5 separate regions of the Mus musculus genome follow, and regions 1, 2, 4 and 5 are each linked to region 3. The links are chromatin contacts, called in public HiChIP or PLAC-seq and promoter capture Hi-C maps. All regions are on one chromosome and are shown on one strand. Each heading gives the region's core, a stretch centred on a gene start, on an enhancer-like site or on the middle of the called end of the contact. The rest is flanking DNA. Distances are from core to core; before and after follow the strand shown.

Region 1 (2,700 bases), core at 72-2,571, 480 kb after region 3:
TTACAGGTGAGGCTGGGCCTGGGTGAGCAGCTCGAGAAGGGTGGGTGAGGAGGGAGAGAAGACAGAAGGCCGGCTGGTCCTCAGCCTGTTCTCTTACTCCTGCTCACCCTGCAGGGACGTGGCCTGGCTGGGTGACTGTGATCAAGGCTGCCTGGCTCTCGCTGACCTCCTCGGATGGAAGGTGAGGAGCTGGGCCACCCCAGCCCACCCTGAGCCCAGGCCCATGGGGTTTACGGTAACCTGACTTGCGTCAACTTTGCCCCCTACAGAAGGAACTGGAAGACCTTGTCCGGAGGGAGCATGCCAACATAGATGCCCAGTCAGGGTCACAGGCCCCCAACCCCAGCACTACCATCTCCCCTGGAAAGTCCCCACCGCCTGCCAAGGAGGCGGCCAGGACCAAAGAGAAAGAGGAACAGCAGTAACAGTAACCATGACCTCCCGCAGGACAGCGGAGCCCGGCCAGCACTGGGCCCTCTTAACATGCAGCTTGTGTGAGCTCAAAGACCCTTCGTTCTTTAACCACGTTCTTGAAATCAGGGTCCCCAACTCAATCCCAGAAAAGCCTAATATACCTAGGGGCTGAGGCCTGTGCAGTCTGTAGCTGGGGCCTCTAACCACCATAGCCTCTAACCACCATAGCCTCTAACCACCATAGCCTCTAACCACCCAGGCAAGAAGCAGCCTTCCCTAACTTCTAATTATTCCCAGACAACAGGCTACCCCAAAACCCCTAACAGTGCCAGAATAAGGCATTTCTCTATTGTTTTCAGGGGGCCTATGGCTAAATCAAATTAACCTACCCCGCATAGGGGCTGGACTCTACAAATAGAACTTCACCCAAGGGGGTGGGGCCTTGTGGGATCTCTGAGCCTGAAGGCCTGCCAACTCTCTGCCTCCAACAAAGTGGGTACTAGGCTCCCTTTCCTGGGGACCCACTTGCCAGCTGTTGGTGGATGAGCAAGAGACCTTGCTTATTAGAAACAAATTAAAAAACAAAACAAAGCAACTAACCATGACTTGTGTGGCCTCTGCTTCTTTTAGTGGGTACTTAAGGCATCTGGGGAAGGGAGAAGGCTGGACCATAAAGACTCCAGACCATCTATGGCTCCAGGATCTTAGGAGTAATGGTGACTGGGACCAAGCTATGCCCCTGGAGAGGGTAGCCTGGTGACTTTTTACCCTGGCTCTCAGCCTGCCAGAGGCTCAGTCCTCCAAAGTGGATCCCCTAATACTGACCCCGGAAAGACAGAGGAAGGTGATTTCAGATGCCCCAGCCCCGCCTCTTCCCCTGCCTTCCTGGCTTCCTCTCTAGAGAGCACTTTCACTTCCTGCTGCTCTGGCTCCCCTCGGAACAGGTAGGGCCCCCAGGGACCAAACATCTGGTCCCATTTGCACCCACAGCTGCCTCCATCCAACCCTGCCCAGCCCTACCCATGTCCGGATCTCCTCCCAAGGGAGCACTGCCTCCCCCTCTTCACCCTTCTTCCCTGCCTGTCCCTGAGGTGTGCTCCCCACCCCAACACCTGAAGTTGCTAGTTGGCAGCTCAGTAATTTATGTAGCTGATAATTATCTGGCTTGCACACAATGCCCTAAGAGAAATGGAGCCTTCAGAATAGGGCTAGCTTGCTTATCAGACCTTTTCCTAGGCCAGCAGGTCACCTAAATGCTGGGCCAGGAATTCAGGCAGAAAGATGGGGGTGAGATGGTGGAGGATGGATAGATGATGGGAAACAGCTGGATGGTCTCTCCAGCCCCACATGCCTTACTCCTGAGACTGCTGCGGGGAATACCCGGAAGGGTTCACTTGGGGTTGGCAATCCCCTCTTAGTGAACACTTGGGGTGTAGTGTTCACCAAGATGAAGAGTAAGAACCTAGCCTCTGCTGAAATACACAGCAAGTATGAAACAAGCCTGGGCTATACAAGGTCCTGTCTCAAAAAAAGAAAGAAAAATGAATGTTTGACAAATAATGGAAGCTGGGCGGTGGTGGCGCATGCCTTTAATCCCAGCACTCGGAAGAAAGAAGCAGGCGGATCTCTGTAAGTTCCGGGACAGCCTAGTCTATATCAAGAGTTCCAGGACAGCCAGATCAACATAGTGAGACCCTGTCTCCAAAAAAGAAAACAAGTTTTTAAACAAATGTGGGGGAGGGTGTGTTAGGGCTCCTCTGAAATCTGGGAAGGGAAGAGATGGGTGTCATGTTGCATCTGGGTAGCAGACGGAGCGAGCCAAAAGCTTTTCCAGAACTTATCCCCTTCCACTCTCTTAATTCCTGTTGGAACTGTTCTCCCCCACCCCAAGATACATGGGCCTTCCTCCTGGGGTCCTCAGAGTGGTCTGTCCCTCAGCAATAAAGAATGGTACTGCTACCCCAGTGAGGCATGGTGCTGCAGCCTATTATCTCAACGCCTGAGAGCTTGAAGCAGGAGGATTGCCATGAGTCTGGGGCTAGTCTTGACTACAGAGCAATCCAAGCTAGTCTGAACTGTCTCGAAAGAACAGAACAAACAAAAAACAAAAAAAAAAAACGAAAAACAAAAAACCAGTCATAGCTGTGGGCCTCTGCAGTCCATTCAAGAGCTCAGGCAAGATCTCTGAGTCACATGTAATAGAATTAAACTATTAGCTCTCGCCCTAGCTGAGCAGCCTTGAGTCTTGTCTTCCTCCATGCCAGAGGCCAGAGCATGGCTCACTGG
Region 2 (2,700 bases), core at 91-2,590, 260 kb after region 3:
TTTTAAAAAGTAAATTAAAAATAAATAACAACAGTTACAACAACAACAACAACAACAACAAAGAATCAAAAGATGAGCCAGGAGCACAGGCTCAGTAGCCGCAATCCCAGCTACTCAGGAGGCAGGAGGATGGCAAGCTCAAAGCTCTGCCGAGATAGAGTGGATTCAGGCTATTCTGATCAACGTGGTGAAATTGTCTCAAAATAAAATGATAAAAAGGTCTGGGGCTGCAGCTCAGCAGCAGAGAACTGCAGAGTAGGCGGGAGGCCCTGGGGTCCATCCTAGCTGAAGGACAGGATGATGGTGGCACCCCACAGAGGATCAAGCAATGAGGGACACTAGGCAGCCTCCCAACAATCCTCTGCCTCTCACTACCTGAGTCCTGGGTGATGAAGCAACTGAGCCCCTCCCTGCCTGGGACCAGCCCCTTATGCTGGAGAGACAGGCCCTGTGGGAAGAGCCTGGAGTCCGACAGACCTGGTCTGAAGCTGGCTGGGCTAGAAGCACCTTTGCGTGGGTGACGTCTCCTCCTGAGGCTTTGAGTTACTCATCTGTAAGACAGGAAGAAAAGATCTATCAGTCATTCAATCACTAACACCCACTCTACTCTGGCTGATAGTCGGACACGAGAACAACCTAGACAGCCTATGACCCACTAGGGTCTACCTGGGGCAGACGGTCCCTAGGTAGTGACAGTGTACACTGGTAGGGACTGGGCCCACAAAGTGCTACCAACCACGGAAGGATGGCAGGTGTGCTAAGGGAGGCTTCCTATAGGAGGCTTCAGGAGTGAAGGCCCAAAGGACCAAAGGGTGTCAGAGGACTTTCATCTTTGTCCCACCTGGCTCTTCAGTACCTGGCAGGGTGGTGGGCAGACACAGAACCAGCACCCAGCCCCAGTGAGACTCTGCTGGGGAAGTGGCTACAGACAAGTGTCCAGGGGGCAGCTCTCTTCTTCTCCAGGCATGGCTCTCTTTCTTGGGAGTCACTGGCTCAGCCTACAAGAAGGACATTAATGGGCAGCCAGCCAGGGAAACCGGTTTGGCAGCCAAGCCAAGAGAGAGGCAGGTGGGGACGCAGCAGCCAACCTGTCTCAACTGGTCCCAAGGGGCCAGCAGGTGGCCAGCCCCGGGCCTGGACAGGACTTTCCCAGCTGGTTTAGTTTCTTTGCTTGATCCAAGTCCAGGGGTTGTGGCTGAGGGTTGGGACAGCTAGGGCAGAATGGGCACCTCTGGCTTCCAGCCTTCTCTGCCTCAGAACCAGCACTGCAACATGCTGCCCTCCTCCCAGCCTTTCCTGTCCAGCCTGTCCCAGCACCCCGACCTCTGCACCAGGGCTACCCAGCCCTCCTTGGCGCTACGCCTGTCTCTACAACTCTAACAGTGCCACACCTTGTGCTGCCTGGCACAGCGTGGAGCCTGTGCTGCGACCTGCGGCTCCCTGTCCTCCGTGTCTAGCTTGCTATCCACCCTGAACTCTTGGCTCTACTCTCAGTTCCCACCTCCCACACCGAGGGAGCCCCAAAGCAGCTCCCAGATTTGGCAGTATAGGGGGTGGTAGTGCATGTGACCACTCACTAAGCATAGGGAAGCGCTCAGAATGGAAAAGGTGGGAGAGCTTTCAGCAGTGCCTTTCCATGCTCCCCCACACAGACCCCTACCCCCACCCATAAGCCCCAAGCCACCTTGCATACTGCAGCCACTTGTGACCCTGCAGGAGAAGGGGCGGAAGGGCACACCTCCGGATATTTGCCTGGGCCACCCCTTTCCTCTGGGCAGCATATGGAGGGAAGGACAAACAGAGGAACTGGTGTTTATAATGACCTGGTGTAGGCCCCACCCAGGCCCTTTTAGGCATCTCGTGGCTGGGATGGGTCTCCCAGGCCAGCTCAGAATTTCAGAGCCCTGCAGCCCAAGCCTCAACCCCCAGCTGACAGTTAGCTAGCACTATATGCCCTGATTTCTATATCTGTGAAGACCCAGCCCACAGCTCATGCCAGGAAGCTCAATGAGTGACCCTAGGGAAAGACTCCACTCTTATGCCTCAGTTTCCTCTTGTTGGGAGGGTGACGACAGAAGCTGCTTCCAGCAGCTTTTATAAGGAGTCACAGGAAAAACAAGCAAGGCACTGAAGGTCTGGCTCAGAGCCAACTCTTACTGACGCTTAGGCAGTAAATCCTCAATGCTAGTTACATGAGAACAGTAGCCAGCAGGAATGTGCACCTACTGTGTGCCACCTCTCTTAGAAGCACTGTCCCAGTATCTCTCACCCTTTGTTCCTGACCCAGCAGGAGAGCCACTGTGAGCCCCATGCCCTAAGTAAGGTTCTCACTTGTCATGGGCAAAGCCAGAGCAGACATGAGAGTAGGCCACTTCTCCCAGGGCCTATGGCCCCTGCTTCTGGCGCAGATCCAGCCAATGATGCTCAGCCCTGTGATATACGCACAGCCCTACAATGGAGGCACCTTATCCCAATTGTCTGGTGTGGAAACAGACTCCTTTGTCCAGGCACCCAACCAGTCAGAGGTTGCCAAGGTTTGACCCAGGAAGGTGAACACAACAGGCTGGCCTCTTACTAGCTTGCACTGTGTGCAGCTAGTCTGGGCCCCCATGATGCTTCTACCTGCCAGGCCCACACCTTATCTTTCCTCTCCTGTGCTGGACTTCACCTCCTACCCCAGCCTGCCCCAGAAATGGGTTT
Region 3 (2,700 bases), core at 4-2,503:
AACTGAGTATGGGGAAAGAAAGGGGGGGTTCACAGTAGAAATCTGGGGGCCAACAGTCAAGGGTTATGTCTCTCACCAAAAATATAGACGATGCTGACAGTCCCACCAGCTCCGAGCAAACCGGCGATCCAGAGCGCAATTTTTTTGGCATAGCTGGGACCCTCGGAGCCTGGCTGGTGCTGTGGCCCCTGGGCCTTGGAGCCCCCACGGTTGGCAATTTCAGTGACCTGAGTGGAGGGGGATGGAGGAGAGGTCACACAGAGAGAAATAACAGAATACTTAAATTTGTCCAAGCAGCCTCAAGATCAAGAACCAGGAAGTGGACATCCAGAGCAGAAAACTGTGTCCCTGAAGGGGTGAGTTCAGAGGCTGCTCCCCTCAGACAGTCACAACTAAACTGTCTAGAGAATCACAGGGGTTCAAGAGCTGAAAGGGCAAATTGCTCAAGGTCTTGGAAGCAATAGCACTGCAGGGTCTGGAGCCAGGAAGAGTAGGGCAAGGAGAATAAGGGATGGGTGTGTGTGTGTGTGTGTGTGTGTGCGCGCGCGCGCTAGCACAGAGATGTCAAAACTAAAGGGACAGAGGGCACCCAAGGGACAGAACGAACAGTTAAGATATCCGGATACCCAGAGCCCAAGATGGAGGGGTTTGGAAGGGAAGGAAGCAAGAGCGAGGAGAGGCAATCTCCTGTCTGGGACTTTGGGAACGGAAAGTCATGGACTTGGAGGTCAGAATGGCTAGGCTGGAACGGACGGCAGGCTGGATCCTTCCTGTTCCTCTCGCTCAAGGAGGCGATTGAAATGTCACTGGGACAGACCCTGGGTCCCTAGCGCCCTGGGCCCCACCCCCGTCAAGTATCACCTGAATGGTCACCGAGATCAGAACAGGTGACCTCTCCCGGCACCCACGTGGTTGAGACCTGGGCTCCAGGGGATGCACTCCGGGCCTCCATAATCCAGCCCCGGGGGAGCAACTGTGGTCCACACAGGAAGCATGGAAACATCGAAAACGCGGGCTCCGTCCCATTCAGCACCCTGAGGTGCGGTCTCCCAGACCCGCCGGGGTTGCCACCAGACGCCCAAAACTTTAGAGAGAAGCCCCATATCGGGGCGCGCGTCCCGGCGCCGCTCACCTGCTCGGGAGTGCGGGGAGGTGGCGGCGCTAGCCGCGTGCACAGCCCCCGCGCGCCTACCCGGAGCCCGCTCCGCAAGCGCGAGAACAGAGCCGCCGAGGCCGCCATCTTGCGCTGACGCCACGCGGCCCCGCCCACTCGCTCCCTCTCTCCCGCCCAGGCGAGGACTACGACCAATGGGATCGCTGAGGTAGTGCGTGTGGACAGGAACCCGAGAGGGACAAAAAGAACTGGGCGGAGTACCTTTGGTGCGCTCCTAGTCGGTCTTTCCTCTGGCTGAGCGCGAAATTGGAATACTGTCATCTGGCACCACGCCCCCTGGGGCCCTAAGGACCGCCACCATCCAGTCGCTCGGACTTTGCCTTTCACCTCCCATCGTTAGAAATGGACAGAGGCCCAAAAAGTGAGCTGACCCAGCATCCCTCAGTTTTTCTCACGTGGACCAGGAGGCTGAACCAGTCTTCTTTCCCGTCTCCAGATCTCTTTTTACCCCTAACGCCGTGAGTTTGTAGAAAGGACTGGAGTATCTTTCCTTTGCCCAACCACTCATTTGGATCTACCACTCATCTGGATTCAACCAAAGGAACGTTCCGTGCTGACTTGTTTAGGCTTTAGAGTGATTAAGAAAGCAGTGAATTAGGGGTGCGGGAGCCACCATGAGTCTTGCCCAAGTTGTTTTCTATTTGTTTGTTTATTCATTCCTTTATTTGTTTAATCATTTATTATTCACTCGTTCATTCACTCATTTTAAATGTATGAGTGCACTGTCTGCAGGTACAATTGCATGCCAGAAGAGGGGATCATATCTCTTTATAGATTGAACTCAGACCCTCTGGAAGAACAGCCAGTACTCTTAACCGCTGAGCCATCTCTCCAGCCCCCACAAGTTGTTTTCAATGGGAAAAAAAAAGTCAGATTTTTACACTTAAACTTTAAAAATCCAAAGTACTGCAGGGCATTGGTGGCACATGCCTTTACTCCCAGCACTGGGGAGGCAGAGGCAGGCAGATTTCTGAGTTCGAGGCCAGCCTGGTCTACAGAGTGAGCTCCAGGACAGCCAGGGCTACACAGAGAAACCCTGTCTCCAAAAAAAGACACCCACCCACCCACCCAAAAAAATCCAAAGCACTAAGATAGTAAAACTACAAAGTTGGGCAAAGGAAAGCCACACAGAATTCAGAGCTGTTATTTCTGGAGTGGAATGAAATGGATTGGGGTGCTGCTTAAGTGTGCTCAGTCAGCCTCATGCCACAGGGCGTGGTCAGAAGACAACTTTCAAGAGTCGGCTCTCAGCTTCCACCGAGAGTCCAAGGAATCAAAGTTGAGTCATTTGAACTAGGCTGTTTTCCTCACATTAACTTGGGTGAAAATGCCCGTGGTCAAAACACTGCCTTGACATGGTAAGTCTTGTTTGCCTTATATTGATATAACTGTGTGGAGGGAACATAGGTATTCATGAAATATATCTTCATTTTTTAAAAATTAGGTTTTGGGGTTTTTTTGTTTTTTGTTTTTTTTTTTTGGTTTTGGTTTTGGTTTTTCGAGACAGGATTTCTCTGTATAGCCCT
Region 4 (2,700 bases), core at 28-2,527, 380 kb before region 3:
AGAACTGAGTTTCTCAACCTCCGCAGGGCTGACACAACTGTCCTGCCTTGGGCTCTGTGAGGACCACCTTGTGCTCTGTAAAATTATCACACTGAACACAATACAAATTTTAAAATTCTGCTCTTCATTATTACCTTCATTTCGTTTTCTCCTTGTTTTGAAACAGGTTCTCATTTTGTAGCACACCCCTCCTGGAACTTGCTATGTGGATCAAACTGATCCTTAATTTACAATGATCCTCCTGCTTCTGCCTCCCAAAATGCTGAGATTAAAATGTACACTGTACAGACTAGAGCTTATGAGTCATTTCCTTAAATATACAACCAGTATTTGCATTCTTTCTAACACTCCCTTGTCCTGCCATACCCTGCAGACAATGAACCCAAGATGAGCACTGTCTATAATGTGGGGAAAGGAAGTGATTTAGGGAGAAAAAGTCAAGGGTAATTGAAATGGTCATGTGAACACCAGGACCTAAGGGCAGGGACAACGTAAGGGCCACAGCGGTGGAGGTATGAATGTGTACGTTCACCTACCTGCATTTACTGACAATTCCATATTATAAAATTGAAAACTCATTTCTCAAACAGAAAAGAAGAGTACACTCATCCTTGACTCTTAGATGGGCAGCAATAATGATCCCATCCTTCTCAAGCCCTCCTTTTGACTGATGGCCTTCGCGGGGAGCCTGCGCAAGGATGAGATCCCCATCATGCTCTGGCAGCATCCGCACTGAGCACTTTCCTTCAGTTCCCTCAACACTCACACAGCTAGGGCTCTGAGAAAGTCATGGAATTCAACAAGTAACCACCCTCCTAGGTCACCCTCGGTGGCACTTTCAGCCCCAAATGCTCCTCCCAAGCTCAAGTCTGTACCTAGCCTGACCTCTCCTTACTGAAACTTAGTCCTCTGCTTTGGTTCCTGTGGTCGCGAGGGAAAGTTGGAGCAGAAAGCGACGCGCACAGAGCCCCAGATAATGCAGAGAGATCAAGGTGTGGACACACACACACACACACACTATCACATCAACAAACAGCGACCCTATACGACCGTCCGCACACGCCCACTCCCAGCCGGCTGCCTCAGGCCTTACTCCATGGAGACCGAAGCCAACCTGAAATTTCTTCCGCCGACCACAAAGATCGGACCTTCCGCATTAGCGGCACCAGAACACCAAAAGCCTATGCGCTAGTTTCGGCGTGGTGACCCTAAAAAATGCAGTTATCACCAGCAAAGCCCCCGTGAAGCCCGGCTCTTGGGGGCGGGGATGCCAGATCTGCGAGCGGAGCCCAGTGGTTTGTGGGAGTTCCCACGGGGGTGCGCGCTTAAAGGGGAGGCGCCCTCCTTTGAGTAAAAGTTACTTCCGGTTCTGCGGGGAACTGATTTTCTCGCCCTTAAAAAGGCAGGGATGCTCTAGATAGAAAATGTGACTGAGGACCACATGCTATGCAACAACCGTACTGTGTCTGTTAGACAGGCTAGACGATCCTCATAATAAAACTAGTCGCATTGAAAGTACTGTAATCGGTCTAAAAGCTAAAGTACAGGTTTGTCACATTAGATTTGAAAAGAGGTCAGACCCAGCTATCTGTTAACTTCAGAAAATATGTTAAAGATAAATACTCTAGCAGATTCAAAGTGACCATCTTTACATAATCAAAAGAAAACTCAAGTCGATTATAAAATGGAGGCAGATTTGGGGGCAAAGAACATTGCCAGTGATAATAAAGAGGCCAAGACATCAAGTGATAGTAAACATGGCTGGGCGTGGTAGCAATGGCTTTTATCCCAGCGATGGGGAGGTACAGCCAGCTGCATGTCTGTGAGAAGAGACCACCGAGGACTACCCAGTGAAACCCTGTCTAAGAACTAAAATACACTCAGATTATGGTGGCACATGCCTTTTACTCTTTTTGTGTCTGAGTTACCTCACTCAGGATATTTTCTAGTTGCACCCATTTGCCTGCAAAACTCATGATGTCCTCATTCTTAATAGCTAAATACTATCCCATTATGTAAATGACCCACATTTTCTGTATCCATTTTTCCATTGGGGGACATCTGGGTTGTTTCCAGCTTCTGGCTTTCACAGATAAGACCTCTATGAACACAGTGGATTTGTGGTATGGTGGGGCATCTTTTGGGTATATTCCAAGAGTGGTATAGCTGGGTCTTTGTGGTTGATCTATTTCCAAACTTCTGAGGATCCTCGAGATTGATTTCCAGAGTAGTTGTATCAGTTGGCAATCCCACCAACAATGTCTTAGAGCTCAGGCTCTAAGATCCAGAATTGATAAATGGGACCTCATAAAACTGGAAAGCTTCTGTAAGGCAAAGGACGTAGTCAGGACAAATCAGCAACCTATAGAGTGGGACAAAACTTCACTAACCCCACATCCTATAGAGGGTTAATATCCAAAATATATAAAGAACTCAAGAAGCTAAGCTTCAAAAATCCAAACAACCCAACCACAAAATAAGGTATAGAGCTAAACAGAGAATTCACAACAGAGGAATCCCAAATGATGGAGAAGCACTTAAAGAAATGTTCAAAGTCCTTAGTGATCAGGGAAATGCAAATCAAAATGACCTGAGATTCTACCTTACAACAATCAGAATGGCTAAGACAAAAAACTCCGGTGACAGCACTTGTTTCTACTGCACTTTTGAAACTTAAAGACTGTATCTATTTTTAAGATA
Region 5 (2,700 bases), core at 132-2,631, 380 kb after region 3:
TGGGTTTAACTAGCATCACAGGTGCTCTCGACCACATGTAACTCCAGTTCCAGGGAATCCTGAAAATACCTCCTCTGACCTCCCCAGATACCAGGCACAAACATGGTGGAGACATAAATGCGGGCAAACCTCCATACACATAAAACTATTTTTTTTTTTTCGAGACAGGGTTTCTCTTTTAGCCCTGGCTGTCCTGGAATTCACTCTGGAGACCGGGTTGGCCTCAAACTCATAAATCCACCTGCCTCTGCCTCCCAAGTGCTGGGATTAAAGGCATGCGCCACCACTGCCCGACAGAGCTGGTCATAGTAATACATGTCTTTAGTCCCAGCACTCAGGAGGCAGAGGCAGGCAGGTCTCTCAGTTTGCGTACACAGTGAGTTCCAGGCTAGCCAGCCCTACAAAGTGAGACCCTGTCAAAAAAAAAAAAAAAAAAATCTGGAGCTAGACCCACTCACTAACACTACTAGTCACTTAGGAAGGTCACGGCCTCTAAGAGCCTCGGTTCCTTTTCTGTGTTAAGATGTTCGGGGAGCTGACGAGATGGCTCATTTCAAAGGTCCTGAGTTCAAATCCCAGCAACCACATGGTGGCTCACAACCATCCAGAATGAGATCCGATGCCCTCTTATGGTGTGTCTGAAGACAGCTACAGTATACTTATGTATAATAATAAATCTTTGGGTTGGAGCAAGCAGAGACTCAGCAGGTCGATCAGATCGAGCAGAACCTACCAGAGCAAGCAAGGCTGACCGGGGCAAGCAGAAGTTCTAAAAGTTCAGTTCCGGACAACCACATAAAGGCTCACAACCATCTGTACAGCTACAGTGTACTCACATACATAAGATAAATCTCTTTTTAAAATGTGCTAAGTTGCCGAAGTTCGAAACTGTAAGCTTCAGCTGATGCTTTCGATTAGCGGGGTCATTGTTGTCCTCTAGAGCCTGCTTTTTCTTGTAAATCGCGGATGACTGGATGATTGTCTGGGATTAAGGTCACGGACTGCACAAGGCGTTTAGGGGTGGAGCCTTCCACTTGGATGCCTACCCGAAATAATAGTTGTTACCAGATGCCAGGCGTCCACTGCGGATTTAGGGTCACTCCAAGTGTTGGATTGGTTGCTGAACCGCTAGGACTGTGCCAGAGCCCTGGCCTAATCTGTGTCCTCAGGTGGATTCCTAAACTGTCCACCAGTCCTAAGCCGGAAGGAGGTGGGGTCTGGATCCACAGGGCTGGACATTCGGCGAATCTCAGAGAGGTTTCGCCTGGGAAGGATAGTATTAGGCAAAGCTATAGCTATGCGGTCCTCCAGGCCGCGAAGGGGAGCTGGCAGGGGTGCCGGTGAGCACCAGCGGGCTGGGAGGAGGGTAGGCTTTGGGGACAGAGAGGCGGTAAGGGACGTGGGAGACAGTGGATGGCTTCGGGGATGTTAGTCTCGGGGTGGACGGCTGCAAAGCCTGGCAGCAGAGGCTGCTAATCACTAACATCTAACCCCTCTTCTCCTGCAGTCCCAGCCAAGCGGGGCGCGGGGACCATGGGTGCCTGGATATCCAGGACCCGGGTCCCGACGCCGGAGCCCGACCCCCAGGAGGTCCTGGACCTGAGCCGTCTGCCCCCGGAGCTGCTCCTGCTGGTACTGAGCCACGTGCCCCCGCGCACGCTGCTGATGCACTGCCGCCGAGTGTGCCGCGCCTGGCGCGCCCTGGTAGATGGCCAGGCCCTATGGTTGCTGCTGCTGGCCCGTGACCACAGCGCAGCGGGCCGCGCCCTGCTGACACTAGCCCGCCGCTGTCTGCCCCCTGCCCACGAAGACACGCCCTGCCCGCTGGGCCAATTCTGCGCACTGAGACCGCTAGGACGCAACCTCATCAGCAACCCCTGTGGCCAAGGTGAGGCGCTGAGAAGGCGGGGCCTAGAGGAAGCCTAGGGGCGGGACCAAGAGAGAACTGTAGCACAAAGGGCGGGGCCCCAAGAATGCTAATGGACAGAGCCAAGAAGGAATCCCCCGGAAGGTATTAAGGGCGGGGTCACGGGATATTTGTAGGCTGTGAGACCAGAAGGAAACCAGTGAGAGGATAGGGCGGAGTCACAAGGTATGAAATGGGCGGGGCCTAGAGTTAAACCAAGAGGCAGGTCTACAGATGTAGCAGAGGGAGGGGCTAGAAGTGGGGTCACACTTGACCCAGTTAGAGTAGCTGGAATCACCTGACCTACATAAGAGAGCGGTAGAGGGGACCAAACAGCATATCTTCTATCTGAGAGACAGGATGCACAGAGAGGCACCAAGAGCAATTAAAATCAACACATAAATATCTTTTGTTTCATTGGCTTTTACATTTTAACAATTTATTTTCGTCCCTGCGCCTGGAGTTTCAGGAGACTAAGCCTCATGGCTTGGGAGCTGGGAACTGACCCCAGGTCCTCTAGAAGAGCAGTTACAAATTTTTAAATTTTGTTAGTATATTTTGTTTTTGTTGTTGTTTTGCTTTTTGTTTTTGCGGGTTGGAAAGATAGCTCAGCGGCTAAGAGCTGCTCCTCCAAAGGACCTAAGCTCAGTTCCAAACACTCAAGTGGAGACTCACAACCATCTGTAACTCAAGTCTCAGGGAGACCACCCTTTCTTCTGGCCTCTGGAGAGAGGGCATATATACATAGTCTGCAGACATAAACTTTTAATTTTTTAAAATTATTTTGGTGTGTT

The links. HiChIP or PLAC-seq counts read pairs in DNA pulled down with a chosen protein or histone mark. Capture Hi-C pulls out chosen DNA fragments and counts their contacts.
Region 1: a promoter capture Hi-C map of adipose tissue shows a contact between it and region 3. The contact joins the promoter of Rinl here to the promoter of Timm50 in region 3. A contact is called at or near these places in 1 of 39 promoter capture datasets (liver), 1 of 115 datasets of contacts at active chromatin or transcription factors (bone marrow-derived macrophages) and 2 of 9 other capture datasets (adipose tissue and liver).
Region 2: a FOXA1 HiChIP or PLAC-seq map of pancreatic cancer cells shows a contact between it and region 3. The contact joins the enhancer-like site here to the promoter of Timm50 in region 3. A contact is called at or near these places in 1 of 484 Hi-C or Micro-C datasets (CD4 T cells), 3 of 115 datasets of contacts at active chromatin or transcription factors (large pre-B cells, microglia and pancreatic cancer cells) and 1 of 9 other capture datasets (adipose tissue).
Region 4: an H3K4me3 HiChIP or PLAC-seq map of bone marrow-derived macrophages shows a contact between it and region 3, with 4 times the contacts expected there. The contact joins the promoter of Zfp974 here to the promoter of Timm50 in region 3. A contact is called at or near these places in 3 of 39 promoter capture datasets (the 3T3-L1 cell line, hippocampal neurons and liver) and 1 of 115 datasets of contacts at active chromatin or transcription factors (bone marrow-derived macrophages).
Region 5: an H3K4me3 HiChIP or PLAC-seq map of bone marrow-derived macrophages shows a contact between it and region 3, with 5 times the contacts expected there. The contact joins the promoter of Fbxo27 here to the promoter of Timm50 in region 3. A contact is called at or near these places in 2 of 115 datasets of contacts at active chromatin or transcription factors (bone marrow-derived macrophages and large pre-B cells) and 1 of 9 other capture datasets (liver).

What each region holds. Positions count from the first base shown.
Region 1 is chr7:28,787,648-28,790,347 of GRCm38.p6, forward strand. It overlaps Rinl (Ras and Rab interactor-like), which reads left to right and starts at 1,322. Exons shown (of 12, transcript NM_177158.5): 1 at 1,322-1,358; 2 at 2,679-2,700. It overlaps Sirt2 (sirtuin 2), which reads left to right. Exons shown (of 16, transcript NM_022432.4): 14 at 1-6; 15 at 115-181; 16 at 270-1,018. The coding sequence ends at 425.
Region 2 is chr7:28,569,316-28,572,015 of GRCm38.p6, forward strand. Pak4 (p21 (RAC1) activated kinase 4) reads right to left here. Exons shown (of 10, transcript NM_027470.3): 2 at 478-551. Among named protein-coding and RNA genes, the nearest start is that of Mir7049, 9.7 kb to the left of the region's middle. Within about 2 kb of position 1,341, at least 82 of the 459 cell types and tissues checked have an H3K27ac peak or open chromatin away from gene starts, as enhancers often do. A contact at or near this core is called in pancreatic cancer cells, where this site is marked.
Region 3 is chr7:28,310,793-28,313,492 of GRCm38.p6, forward strand. Timm50 (translocase of inner mitochondrial membrane 50) reads right to left here and starts at 1,254. Exons shown (of 11, transcript NM_025616.3): 1 at 1,133-1,254; 2 at 77-227. The coding sequence starts at 1,240. Gm51445 (a long non-coding RNA gene) reads left to right here. Exons shown (of 3, transcript XR_003946618.1): 2 at 298-356; 3 at 1,293-1,981.
Region 4 is chr7:27,928,181-27,930,880 of GRCm38.p6, forward strand. Zfp974 (zinc finger protein 974) reads right to left here and starts at 1,278. Exons shown (of 5, transcript NM_001374027.1): 1 at 1,115-1,278. Gm26891 (a long non-coding RNA gene) reads left to right here. Exons shown (of 2, transcript XR_881914.3): 2 at 167-294.
Region 5 is chr7:28,691,763-28,694,462 of GRCm38.p6, forward strand. It overlaps Fbxo27 (F-box protein 27), which reads left to right and starts at 1,382. Exons shown (of 5, transcript NM_001163702.1): 1 at 1,382-1,888. The coding sequence starts at 1,534.